Regions from separate parts of the Gossypium hirsutum genome. Here region 2 is linked to region 1. The links are chromatin contacts, called in public Hi-C maps. All regions are on one chromosome and are shown on one strand. The core of a region is the stretch at or near the end of the contact, and the rest is flanking DNA. Distances in the headings are between cores, read along the strand shown.

Evidence for each region. A called contact is a pair of places that touch in the nucleus more often than the background predicts.
Region 2: a contact with region 1 is called in a Hi-C map of leaf, with 3 times the contacts expected there. The contact joins the promoter of LOC107957100 here to the promoter of LOC107957096 in region 1. A contact is called at or near these places in 7 of 34 Hi-C or Micro-C datasets (callus, hypocotyl and leaf).

The regions. Positions count from the first base shown.
Region 1 is chrA05:85,768,248-85,775,482 of Gossypium_hirsutum_v2.1, forward strand. It overlaps LOC107957096 (protein LOW PHOTOSYNTHETIC EFFICIENCY 1, chloroplastic), which reads right to left and starts at 3,424. Exons shown (of 1, transcript XM_016892521.2): 1 at 737-3,424. The coding sequence starts at 3,058. The coding sequence ends at 833.
Region 2 is chrA05:86,065,434-86,073,304 of Gossypium_hirsutum_v2.1, forward strand. It overlaps LOC107957100 (protein MAEA homolog), which reads right to left and starts at 4,194. Exons shown (of 7, transcript XM_016892522.2): 1 at 3,698-4,194; 2 at 2,773-2,967; 3 at 1,940-2,062; 4 at 1,457-1,642. The coding sequence starts at 4,036.

The sequences.
Region 1 (7,235 bases), core at 2,174-4,673:
AAAATGTAATCTTTATGTGACTTCTGTAGACGATGATATCTGATACCCTAAAGTGCACTCCCACCAAAAAAGAAAAACAGTAGATATCATCACTTTGATCTTTTTACCTTAAATTAATCTTCCAGCTCCTAAAGACGATAGTTTAAGATATATGATTACGATCTTCCTTTTGACATCTGTATCACTTGCCCTTTAAGTTGATAAAAATGATAATGTTTCTACAATTGTGAAAATTTCTTGCTTTCAGTGGGTTCTATGTCATAACCTGCATCTTTCTCACTTGTATAGTTCTAATTACAGAGATTATGATCCTAAAATTCAGAACTTGATAGATGTAAGATGTATATATAACAAGAAGGAGAAAAGAGACCATTGTTTCCGAATAGAGGAAAAATTGCCGATGCTGAAATCCAAACTTGGACATACTGAATGTCACTACTGCATAAGCCCGGGATACAAAATTCTCCTTTTTATAAATGTGACAGCTAGCAGATAACGTAATGGATGTTAGGCTGTACCATTAAACCAGTGTTATGGGATTATGAACAGAAATAAACCACCACCATCGTCACTTCTTTAATGGCAGGTAACATCTAACATGGTGGAATCCATTATCTAAAATATCGCCTTTTATGGATAGCATCTTTTCTTCATACAGTACGATTATCAAACAGGTAAAAACGGAATTGTGCGCAAGTTACAAGGCAGAGATATTAGCACAATACACATGTAAACATGAGCTTTTAAATTGTGGTATGTCATTCTGATTTATACCTGAAAATTCAAATGTACAAACATTGAACATGTAAAAACTTTCAATCCTACAGAGTACCTAAAGGCTTAGGTTTTCTTGTTTGGGTGGGATGTAAATTTCCTTCCTGTCAAATGGTTTACTTCGTCGTGGAACATCAGCTATGTTACAGAATTCAGTCAAATTTTTTCTAATTCGAACTTTCTTCGTATCTGGTGGCCTAGGTCCCAAAACACTCAAGTCAGTAGTTGCTCCATAAACTTGAGATGACTGCACAACAGCATCATAAGCCTTTGAGGAGAGGTTAAGGCCTTCATTTTGAGCTCTCATGTACAAGTCATATGCAAGCCTTGGTTTACCATCATTTGCCAGAGCCTCAATCAACATCTCATATGTGATCTCATTTGGTGAGATGTTCTGGACTTTCATGCGGTGAAACCATTCATATGCTGCACTGCTCATGCCATTCCGAGCACACCCACTAATAATTGCATTGTATGTGACCACCGTTGGCTCAATACCAGATGATGCCATTTCTTGAAAGACTGCATTAATCATTTTGAAATTTCCTTGTCCAGTGAAAATTGAAGCCATGATTGTATAAGCGTACAAGTTGGGTTTAACACCAACCTTTATCATATGATCCCACACCCTGAGGGCTTCATCATAGAGTTTACCCTTTTCGAGGGCACTGAGCAATGCTCCATACGAGATGATGGTGGGCTTTTCCCCTTGCTCCACCATTCTCCTAAATATCTGCACAGCAGCAGAAGTTTCTGAAGCCTTGGAACATGCCACAAGGACTGCATTCCACTCCCTGCTGCCAGGTTTAAGGCCTTTTTCTTCCATCTTATTAAGCAACCTGACACCCCATCGCCATATTCCTCGTTGTCTGGCCGCTGAAAGTAATATATTAAAGTGAGACACAACCAATTCATAGGACATGTTATTAGGACTTGGTCCCTTGTCTAATAGATCCTCGTATATCTCCAAAGCAGCCCACCACTTCTTAGCCTTCCCCATTACCCAAATCAAATGGTTACACACAGATAAGCTTATCTCTGAAAAGCTTTCTCTAATCCTGCTATAAAGTTCTTTTGCAACAAGATAATGTTCTTCACGGGTACAAGCCCATATAAGGCGCTCATAATCTTCCCTACTAAGTTTAAGCCCAACATTGTCCATATCTCTCAGGAGTTTCAGCACACTGGTGCTCAAATTTTCGTCCTTAACAAGCCACCGCCGCATGACTTGTTGGCAAATACGAACTGTGAATTTCTCAAGCTTAACAAACTCATATTCCCAATTTTCATCCGCATTTCTTCCAATGTCTCCCTTCACATATTTTTCTCTTAATTCAATAAAGAACTTCAAAGCTCCATGCCCATCTTCCATTCTACGATAAGCATATAAGGCAGTAGCATAGGACACTGGCGACGGACTGAAGCCCTTCTCTTGAATTTCCTCAAGAACATTTAGGGCCTTTGTAGCTTCTCCTTGCTCCACATAAATTGCCATCAAAACATTATAAGTAACAATATTGGGAATGATCCCCTCCTCAGCCATATCATCCAAGATTTTCTCCATTTCACCAAATTGTTTGGAGTGTTTCACTGCACCCAATAAGCTGTTGTATATGAAAAGGTTTGGGCCAATGCCTCCACCACTTTCTTTCTTCTTTCTCTTGAGCCACTCAACAAGGGACATTGCAGCATCCATGTATTTGTCCCTTCCAAAACCACTAATCATGCTTGAATGTACTTGGAGAGGCAGTTCACCCATATCTTTGAGAACCTTTCCTATGTCATCTGCAGTTTTAGCAAACTGTAAACTGCGTGCCAGAGCCCGAACATCAATCCTTGCACTCTCCAACTCAGCTTCTCCCTCACTACTAATATCCACTTCCTCACTTCTATCCCCATTGCCATTATCATCATCCTTTGAGTATGATCCTTCTCTCTCAAGTTCATTCCCAGTTTCTTGTTGCTCCAATGCCCAAGCTGATGCAACCAACCCACTAGAAGAACCTCCCTTTGGCTCACAGAAGAGGACAACTTTCAATTGGGAGTAGCAACAGAGGAATTCAAATCTCAAACAACAATTCAAGTTCCTGCAACAAGTCTCACTCCTACTAAATCTTGCATAGCTTGAAAGCAATAAGAAACTATGACCTCTACCGTCAATAAGACTCCATTTTTTCCTGCTTCTAGGTTTAATAGATGCAAAACAGGAAGAATCATGCTCAAAATCCAAATGGGGTACTACCAAAGAGCCACCATGTGATGGCCAGATACTTAAAGCTTGCATTTTTACAAAAAAAGTTTACAAAATTAAGAAATACCCAGAGTTAAAGAAGCAAGGAAATATCTTACTACAATCTCATGATAGATTCATCGGTGCTCCTTAGTCTTTGCAAGTGCTTAGTGACTTCAGTCCTGAACTGACAGGAGTTTCTACAAATTGACATACAATTAAGAATATAAAAATGAAAAACGATGAAAGAACAAGGCTAAGGCATCTGAAAGATGATAGCTTGGGCGGATATAAGTTGGTTGTGTTCTTCTGCTGTGGTCTATTCACAGCCATTCAATTGCAAGGAGAGCTGGAGAGGTGAGGGAGCCAAAAATCAGACAAAAATTCGTCATTGTGTGGCAAGAAAAAGAAAACATGTTTGGGTTTTCTTTGTCATAAATGGGCTAATGTCCAATAAGCACAAGCTTATTCGTATTCTTTTTTTTTCATATTTTAAATAAAAACATAAAATTTTAAAAAAATTAATTTTTTTAAATATAAAAATATTTTAAAATATAAAAAAATTCTAAATTTCAATGTTAGCTAAATTGGGCTGGACCAATTGGTTGGATTGAAAATCGGCTAGGGTATCAATCCGATGAGAGATCAAAAATCAGTTGACTCGCAAATCAGTACGGACTAGTTGTACCAAGCTAAGACTCAGTTGAATCAATTTCGAACTAGTCTAACCAATTGGTTCCCAAAATGACTATCCTAACCAGTTCAAAGTAAATAATTTATTAAAAAATAAAAATACTAAAAATTATAAACATTTATTCAAACTCACAGTTTAATTGATCTTTTAGCTTGATTCATTTATTTCGCATCGGTTCTCTTGCCAACCAATTTTTTACCTCTCACCGAACCATTACCCCAGTTGATTCTTAATTCAATAAACATTGAATTTTGAATTTTTTTATAGTTTTCTATTTTTTAATTTTAATGAATTTTAATTTTTCTTATAGACATTATTATTTAAAAAATTATATTTGTTTAAAAATGTTATGTTTTTCGTTTAAAATAATAAAAAATTATTTTTTTTAAATTTATATACTTTAAAAGGTATTAACCAAATTGATAAAAAAAATTGTAAATGTTAAGGGCTAAAACATTTAAAAATTTTAAAAATTGATTCATTTGCGAACTGGGCTAAAAAAATAAATTGAACTGGAAATTGAATCGATTTTAATATTTTTTATTTTTAATTATTTATTTGCTTTGAGCCGCTGAGATTAGTCATTTTGGGAACAAATTGGTTAGACCGATTCGAAATTAATTTAATTATCGGTTCAATTGATTTTTCATGTTAGTTCAATTAGCCCAAACTGGTTCGTGCGTTAATCGATTTTTTTACCTGTCACCGAATAGATACACTAATCAGTTCCTAGTGTGGCTGGCCGGTCCGATTAGGTTTGTGTTAGATAACATTGAATTTTGGAATTTTTGTTTATATTTTTAAAATATTTTTTGTTTTTTGTTTTTTGAATTTTAAATAGTTTTTAATGTTTTTCATAAATTTTTATTTTAAAAAATCATCATTTTTTAAAAAATTTTATGTTTTCATTTAAAATATGAAAAAAATAATTTTAAAATTTTCATGTATTTTTAAAGGGTAAGGACCAAATTGACAAAAATTATAAATGTTGAGGGTTAAAAAGTTATTTTACCTTTGATATTACAACGTCAAAATTAAATAAAAAAAGTACAAGAACTCAATGTTTCAAAATTAAAGTATAGAGACTAAATATTAAATTTTAAAAAAGTACAAGGACCTTTGTGATATTTAAACCTTGAATTTATAAACCTAATAGTCATTTTCTAAAATATTTGTTCTAAAATCTAAATATATTATATTAAACCCAAACTCAAATAATATACTTATTATTACCTAATTCAAAATAATTAATTATAACCTAAATCTCATGCCTAAATTTTTTTTTTAAACCCAAAACCGAAATATAGTTTATAAAAGTTAAAGTCAAATTCAAAATCTAATTTAATAAAATAATATTTATTAAGAGATTAAATATTTTAATAATATTATATGCTTTGCCGGTAATTTCTTAACTCAATGACAATAACATTATGTTGTAGGCATGAGAGCTTTAATTTGTTTTTAAGCAGCCTCATTTCCTTATTTTATTATTAAAAAAATATTTTTCTATTACTAGTTATAAATATGTATTGTAATATACTAAATTAAACATAATTATTGATACTATATCTTTTATTATAATTTTATAATATAATAATAGTTATATATATTAATAGTTTGTCATAATTATATACTATAATATTATACTATATAATAGTATATCATCTATTATAGTTAGCTATTAAAACCAATCAAATTAAATCAATTCAAGCAAACCGGTTAATAAATTCAATTTTGATTTTGGACAAATTAATAATTATATATTTTAATATTTTTAAAATATATTATTACATTATGTAAAACTATATCATATACTATAATAGTAATACATAATATATTAATTATTTATTATATTAGTTGAAATATGCAATAAGTTCCTATACTTTTCTTAAAATTGAAAGTTAGCCCTCCGATATTATATAATGGCATATCATCTCATCTCATATATAATAATAGTTTTTATATATGCATTAATGATTAAGCATTATAATATTATATAACACTATATCTTTTATTATAGTTTATTATATAATAATAGTTATATATGTGTATTAATGGTTTTAGTAGTTAAATATTATGGGGAGGAATCTACTCACACCTATGTAAAACTAAAATAGCTTTACACCCTTTCATATCTTTTTGTATGATTAATATTTTAATGGTCCAACTGTCACATTTTATTTTTCATCTATATAGATCATGCATGTCAAATTTAATGTAAATTAAAATTTTCTAACTATTTGTTTTATATAAAAAAATTTCAACCGTTTAATAACTATTAATATATATATATATAGTATTTTAGATAAATATGATAGAGATATCAAACCAATTTGAAAATTTACATGTATGATAAGTACAATTATATCGATAAATTTAACGGTTAGATTGTTAAAAAAGTAATAGTACAAAGAGATAAGAAAGGATGTAAAACTATTTTAGTTTTACACTACTGTAAGTAGATCCCTTTCAATATACTATATTATTATATGATGTAATAGTTTATCATCTATTATAATTAGTGACATAAACGAGCTTAACTGATTGAATAGAGCTAATTCAAGCAAATCGATTGGTAAATTCGGTTTTGATTTTGGACCAATTAATAGTTATATATGTATTAATAGTTTTAAAATATATTATTACATTATTTAATATTACATCACATACTGTAATCGTAATACATAATATATTAATTATCATTATATATTATCGTTGATTGTATTGATTGAAATATACTGTAAGTTCTTATACTTTTTATACATTTGAAAGTCAGTCCTACTATATTATATAATACTATCTTTATTATATACTATAAAATATGTTAATAGTTTATATATATATGCATCAAAGTTAAATTAGATAATCGATTGATTTAATGCTGTCAGTTTGATTTCAATTTTGAAACTCAAAATCATTTAAAGCAAATTAATCAACTTTACACCTATATACCATATTAACCTCAAATCCATTACTAATGAAACGCGAAACCCAAACGTAAGTCCAATTTAAACTTTATTCAAACTCTAACTTAAATAAAAATAAATTCATTCCAAATTAAACTTAATATAAAAATAATAATATTAATAACAAAATTAAACATTAACCAGTAAAAAATTAAAAGTAAAAATTAAATTCTCAAATTATAAAAAAAATTAAAATCTAAAATCTAAATCATTAAAATTAAATTTATTAGTGTTGTTATTTATATTGCATAATATATTATGTTTAATAATTTGTGATAAAGTATAACACTAGTTATCATATTATTAAATTAATATATTATGTCATTATATATTTTATATTATCATTAAATTTAAATTTTATAAACTTTAATAATTATTAATTTTATATATTTATTATTATATATAAAATTATAGCATTAAAAATATTTTATTTCAATTAATGTTTTTAAAATTTTATTTTACTTTATAATTTAACATACAAATTTTTTATTCTTTACTTATGCTATTAATAAAATTTTAATATAAATATATATCACATTTTCATAAAATAAATTATTATAAATTATTTTTA
Region 2 (7,871 bases), core at 2,944-5,443, 300 kb after region 1:
AGGATTGTTTGTCAATTATTGTTAGAATGTGAGCAAATACAAACAATCAATAGCAAAATTAATAGTCTCTGTTAGTTTTATCTGATGTGGCAATTAAAAAAATCCAACTCTAAAAGACATGTCAAAATGTTATAGGATCATTCCTTATGAATGTTACCCTAATATCCACGTAATTAGACTTAAAAGAAAACAAAAGAAAACACAATATTGTGACCAGACAGACCAGATAATTGAAATAGGTAGAACCGTTTCAAACCAGTAAAAAAACTGGTTAAAAAAAATTCAAAAAAACCAGATTATTTATTTATTTTTAATTTTTAATAAAAATTTGAATCTTTTTTACTATGTTTTCCTTTATTTTTATCTTCAATTTTTTGTAAATATATTTTTTATTTTTCTTTTCTAAGTTTCAATATTTTTATGGAATTGTTTAATTATTAATTTATTTTTAAAATTTTTTAAAGTGGCTGAGCCATCTGGTTCAACCAGGAACCAAAGATCCAACCAATTCGACTTCTAGTTCTTACGACACCGGCAACAAAACAAAAGGGTTATGGCATCTCGAGGTTACCCATTAACCCACCCAAAAAAAACACAGTAGCAACAATGTGAAACCCAATCAGCCGCTCAAAATTTGAAATTCATCATTAATGGCCCCAATCCAAACTGAAGCAACGGCATCAACAACCCAAAATCTGTGCGAAATCAAGTTGAAAGCCACTGGAAATCTGATCAGAAATCTGAAATCCATCATTACGAACCCTAACTGCAACTCAAAGCAACCCCAATTGGAAACAGTTGTTTTAGAAATCCCAAATCGTGAAACCCTAAACCAACCATTGTTTTTCGATTTCTTGTTCAAAACTAAAACCCAAGCCCATGATTTTGGAGACTCCAAATCATAAAATCAAAATTGTGTTTTCAGTCCCCAACTTTCAGAATTGAAACCCTCAGCACTTCTTCATTTTTCCCTTTTTTTGCTTCTCCCTTAGCCAGTAACCAATCTACGAATTTATTCATTTTCTTTTATTACAAAATGGCATGGATTAATCAAATAAAGAAAGCTCAATCATAAGCCACGTGTTTCTTCTTTTAGAGTTGGATTTTTCTTTCTTTTTAATTGTCATGTCATATAAAACCAACGGAAACTATTAACACCGACTAACAGTCCTTATTTGCTCAATTCCTAATATTAGAGGAACTAAATTGCTCCAAACCCTATAGTACATGGAATTTAGGGGTATTTACACATTTTCTTTTGCTCTGTATATTACTAATATGCCACATTTATAAGGTCATTGATGATGTAAATCAAGCAATTGATATGCTTGATTTTTGCTTCGATTACTTCCTGTTCTTTCATCTTTAGCATTGTAAACCAGTCATTCCACTGAGCATAACAAGCAAATAAACTAACTTGAACCAGTAGTCTATTTTAAAGAGGGATTAAATTCACCTTGTATTTTGCACATTCAGTGTGGCTTCTAACGGCCAAAGTTGCCATGACTCGTTGCAATTCTTTCAAATGAGTTGCTCCCCATGGGGAAAGGTACCTTCGAGCGTACGAAATAGCGCGCATGTAGTTCTCAGCTCGTACCAATTCAATGAATTCCTGAAGTCTCAACTGGAACTCGAATTTGCTCTTTCATAAAAGAAGAACAAAAATGATTGAATCTGAGATATAATACTAGATACAATCTGAAATCTCAGGTCGAAATGTTTAAGGGTGCCCACATTTTTTATAGCAAGTATTAAAAAAAAATCTATATTTAATGAATGCAGTTAAGAGAGAAATTTAACATAGCATAATGCTGATAATCCAAAATCACAGCTCAAGTATATTTAACTCTTAGAGAATCGTGGAGGTTAAAACATCAAGTGGAACAAAGAGAGGAAAACGATCATGATAACGAAGAAGACATAATGAATGAATGCATACCTTGGATTTCTTCAACCTTGATTTGTTATCTGCACACCAGGCAAGGGCAGGACCCACCTCTTGATTTCTAAGGCCATCAATAACCTTCTTAGCTTCTTGGAAAACATCAATATCGACAAGTTCCTGGCACAAAAACATTCAATTAAGTATAAGCATATTTGTAGGCAAATGGTGATGGAAAAGATAATTTTATTTATTTTATATAAAGACATGTTTAATTCAAAGAAAACAGCAGAATCTTGGTTAAACCAAGCTAGTTCTCTAGAGAGGTTGCATGTGATGTGAAACTTATGAACAGCCGTAACTTCTAAATGTATGCCAAAACAAGCATAAAGCCTCTATTGGACCTCCACAGTTATACGAGGAATTAATTGGAAAATGTTGTGAAGATACAGGCAAAGATGACAAGAATGTTTTCAGTGATGAGCATTTAAGGAAAAAAAACTGTCCAGCCAAAGCTAGATAACTGCTGAATGACAAAACATTCTAATTCAAAAGGTTAAAACATGTATTAATATAAAGAAAATACAATGCCATCCTGATTCAATGTAATTCTGCTTGTTAGTCCTATCTTATTCTCTGATTATAAAAAAAGGCAGAGCATACTTTTAGTGGCTAACTCCATAGAAAACTTATGAAATTAGAATTGAGAATTCGTGCATACATTTCACCATGTTATTATCGCATTCAAGGTATTTAATTTATATAAATTTGATACCTTAATAATATATATATAGGTTTGGAGACATGGTATATGTTGTGTTACTGTTATTTCTTCATGTCAGGTCTAACATTGTCATGTCTATATGAAATGAAGCAAGCATGTAAAGTACCTGTATGTTGCTGCTTTCTGCCAGCTTCATTGCAGAGTCATAGTATGACATACGCGACATATAGTCCACAAGGATCCGCTTCAATTGCACATTATTCCATTCAGAAAGGTTCTCAGCATCAGCTGAATCTAAGTGATCAAGACGAGCACGACACCTATGAGCTTGCAAGTTCTCTGCATGACTCCCCTCTTCCAACTGGATGATAAAGAACATATAGACTTTAGTAGATCACTATGCATTAACGACTTAAGAAGGGCTACTCAGTACTTTGGATAATAAATTACTAAAACACAAAATACAATCCAGTTGCTCAGATAAGAAGAAAAATAAATCTACCGTGACTACTAAATACAGCGACCAACTAATCTGCAAAGGTTATACTTGTTAAATTGAATAAAAATTATTGAATTACGTAAAATGCCGATTGATAAACAGATATATGTATGCGCGCGTATGTAAAGCAAAAAAGTGAACAATATTGGCAGGGGTTTCTACAGACCATTACTTAATTTAGGTTAGACAGTTTTGCAATTAAACATAATTTATCCCTTAATCCAGTAAGATAAGATTCAAAACTCTTCAACTTATTCGATATTTCAACTTTCCATACAAATTGACGAGTTTTAGATTTATTCTTGCTTTAATTCTACAAATTCATATTATCAAATTTAAGTGAAATTGTCAAAATTTCAACTTTCATACAAGTCCAGCTCTTTTACATCGAATTAATTATTCTCTTCATTTTCATAAAAATTCATTAATTTTAGATCATATAAAAACATAGCCATTTTTCACTCAAAATATCCAAAACTACTTTCTGCCTTTTAGACCTCCAAAAGTTAAAAGGAACATAATTTTGCTAATTCCAATACAGATCACATTAAATTAACTTAAAAAGAAAGAAAGAAAAAATCTCTTCTTTTACCTTGCGCTTGATGCCTTGCAAACGGGAAACAAGGGAAGTGAGACTCAAAATGGCATCGTCTTTGGATATTTCGTCGGAGTCAGCCACGTCAGTGACGCTTGAAATAACGGCAGAGACTTCTTTCTCGACTGTTCGGTGATTGGTTCGGATTGTTTTCTTGAAATGTTCAAAAGGAACACGCAAGAATTGGTGCTCTAATTTTAACGATTCCGTCAGATGGCTCAATTTCGAGGACGGCGTCGTGTTCGATGCGACGGTAATTGCGGTTGTCGCTGCTGCGGTTTCGGGGCTTGTTGCGGCATTCGAACCGCTACCGTTTGGAAGTGGATCGATTTCCATTCGAAGGGGAAAGAAACCGGTTTGAGTTCAAGGAAGAGTGGAGACGAGAAGAAAGGAATGATTAGTAGCTTTCTTACGGTGATGTGGTGAAACGACAGCGTCTTTTACGATAGAGCAACTGGATCTGATTGTGGACCGAGCTTTGCCAAAAATTTTCTATGGGATAATTACAAATTAGCGGTTAACATTTACAATTTTTGTAAATTTAATTTTCATTTTTTTATTGAGTTAAATTTATCAAAATATTAACTAAACCATTAATTTTTTAAGTATACGATGTTGACACATTATTATTTCTCTTATATGTCATATTAACAAATAATATAAAAATATTTAAAAATAAAAAATTTAAAAATTTAAGAAAATTGTATGAAGTACACGCGGATTGCATTATAGGCTACCATGTTTAAAATTTTAATATTTTGGTCAGCATTTCTCTTAAAAAAACAACAATTTAGCTCTTTCGAAAAGACTGATAGCTTTTAAAAAAAATTGATAGTTAAATTCAACCATTTTTAAAAATATTGAAGGTTAAATTTAGCTTAAAAAAGAACAAGGGCCAAATAGATAAAATTTGTAAACATTAAGAGCTCATTTTGTCATTGTGCCTTTTTTCTACTAGTCTAATTACAAATTGAGGAAGTTATTAATCAACAAAGTTTGAACCTTAGTCATCGAGTGCCAACAAGAAGCCTTAATCCCTTCAACCAATGGTAAGTTTGGTCCCCTTCAACAAAATATTACGTTTCGTAATAAGGTTACAAAAATGCAAGGTTACGAGTGGAATGTAAAATTAATTTACTTCGATTCATTTAGCTAGAATATAAGATCCAAATGTTTGGTTGATAAAATGTAATATTGTTATTATTATATAATTTTGTCTTTTACAATTTCATTTCTTTAACATTTTTTAGTCTCAAAATTTTCATAGAAGTATAATAATTTAATAAATTCATTGTTATTGCACCTTAACTTTATCATATGAATTTAATTAAAAACTATTGAACTTTAAAATTATGACAAAATCGCGCTTCAGCGTACATGTATTCAACAGAGAAAATTATAAAGATATATAACATGTGCAGTGTATTGCTGGTATAACAAGTCTACTTGCAATATTTATATAAAAAAATACAATGAAACACCTTATAGAGTATCCCAATGATCGAATCCATAAGAGATCGATAAAAAAATTGAATTCACGTCAATAAGAATGCAAGCTAGAAAGTCTAAATAGTTAGTACTAAACAACCTATAGTACAACAAAAAATAAATAGAATGTTTGAGGCTAAACTAATATCTAAGGACCTAATTGTAAAGATATCCAAATTTGTAAAAGAGATAATCAAGACAAAATGGTAGCTGGTTAATTTCCATGTTCATAATTAACTCTTAGATTAGGAAATTTAGTAGAATAATTTTCTAATCGAATTAGTTAATATCTCTCAATCTATAATTTACCCAATTTACATTTTAGTTCGATTTATCTCTTGATCTAACTTAAACTAAATAGGGACAATTGAATTCTTACACAATAAGATTTCCTCTCAATCTCCCTTATCAATATTTTCACCTAGAGTCGTTAATTTTGAGTTTTGGTTTTTATTCAGTTTAGTCTAATTATTCAATTTAGTCCATAAACCTTAAGATAATTATTCAACATTTCAATTAACCAACTACCTAAGAAAATTAGTTCATGATTATCTTAATAAACCCAAACCCTATCATTTTCATGTTCATTTAAGCAATTAAATAAAACGAAAATTAAGAAGGTTTAGAAATTTCTTGAATTTGGATTTGATGAAGCTCTGATTTGATGATTTTGATGGAGTGAGAACATAAGATTCCTCGTTTTGATTGTTTGATTGCAAACTTTGAATAAGGAAATCACTAAAATCTATTAATATTTAAAGTGCAGAATCAATGGAACAAGAAGAGAAAATTGCAAAAGAAATTTAAGGAAAATTGCAGCAACCTAAAACTACAAATTAACCTAAAAACTAAAACTAAAGAGATCCCATAAAAGTTATTATTGTAGCAACCCATTTTTGGATCAAATTAGAATAGTGGTTTCAGGACCATAAATTTGAAGTAGAAATATTTGTTTTACTATTTCTTTAAGGTTTACAGCATGATAGAATAATTGTATGAAAATTTCGTTAAGAAATTTTATCGATTGAGTACTCAATTTGACTAGAAGGACTAAATTGCAATAGGTGCAAAATTTGAGTTCTATAGGCTAAAGGTAGTAAATTGTTATGAAATTCTAAATTAGAGGTCCTTAAATGGTAATTAGACCATTATACTTTAGGATCGACAAAAATGGACATGGAATAAGTAAAATTTCAAAGTTTAAGTGAGGGGTAAATGGGTAATTTGATAAATAAAGCTAAAATAACTAAATAAAGGATTTCATCTTCTTCAATTTCATCCTCATAGCCAAAAATTAGAATATGAGACCTAGCTAGGGTTTGGCCAAGCTTTCAAGCTCGATTGTAAGTCCGTTCTTGTCCCATTTTTAATGATTTTTATATTTTTGAGATCATTGTAACTTGATTCAGCTATTTCAAGGACAAATTGAAAGAAAGTTAAAGTCTAAAATCTTACCCATGTTGGATGTGCATGTATTTTGATGTTTGATTGTAGAAAATGCATGTTCATTGTTAGTTAAACTGTAATAGTCTGGTTTAGACCCTAGTTGGAACAGTGGTTTCGGAACCACAAATCCGAGGTCAAAAAATATTACTTTATGTGTTTACAGTATGTGATTTTATATGTGTGAAATTTTCTGGTGCTAATTTTAACGTTTGTGTGTTCGATTTGATAAAAATGACTTAATCGCGTAAATTGTAAAAATGGCATTCCATATGTTAAAAGTGCTTAAGTGTTATGGATTTTATAATCAAAGGTCCTTATGATGATATTAGACCATTTGAATGATGGATGGACATAAATGGGCTTGTATTAAGTGATTTTTATATGGTTTAATAAAGGGGTAAAATTGGTATTTGATTATTAATGTTATATTAAATAAAACAAAGTCATTATATGCTTTAATTATCATCACTATCACTAAAAATCATAAGAAAAGAAAAGATAAAAGTTCATTTAGGGTTCGACTATGGTTGAGCTTGATTGAGGAATGTCTTTTGCTTGGTTTTTGATGATTTCTATGTTTTTGTGATCGTTGCTTTGAGTACTAGCTAGCCCATGCCTCAATTTTTGAATTGGTTGATGAAATTGTGAGTTTCCATTGATGAATGCTTGAGTTTTGTGATAGATGATGATGAATTATGAAAGCTTGGTGCTTGATATACATGTTTTGTAAAGTGATTTTGAGTAAAAATGCATATTGGGGATTAAATTGAGAAAAGTGTAAACTAATGGGTTAAATTGTGAAATAAATGAAATTTTTGGGCTACTAGGGGTCCCTAGGAAATTCGGCTAGGCTTGGGTGTAAATAAATTTTGTGTAATTTGTATTTTTTGTGAAATAGGGACTAAATTGAATAAATGTGTAACTTTAGAGGGCTAATCTGCAAAATGCCCATTTATGTGTTTGCCAATTAAATTGAATGAATTGGTGATTAAATGGGTAAATTTTGAATACATATAGATCAAGAAAGAAAGAACTCGGATTTAGATCGAGGTAAATCGAAGGTTATCGAGTAATTGATCTAATTAGTCCATTCTGAGTACAAGGTAAGTTCGTACGTGATAAATTTGGTTATAATTATGTTTTTAATGCTTCAATAATGCATAAATTGTATATTTGTGACTACGACTGTGTACGATGACAAGTCTACTATGTTTGGCAATTAGTGTACGTTTCAAGA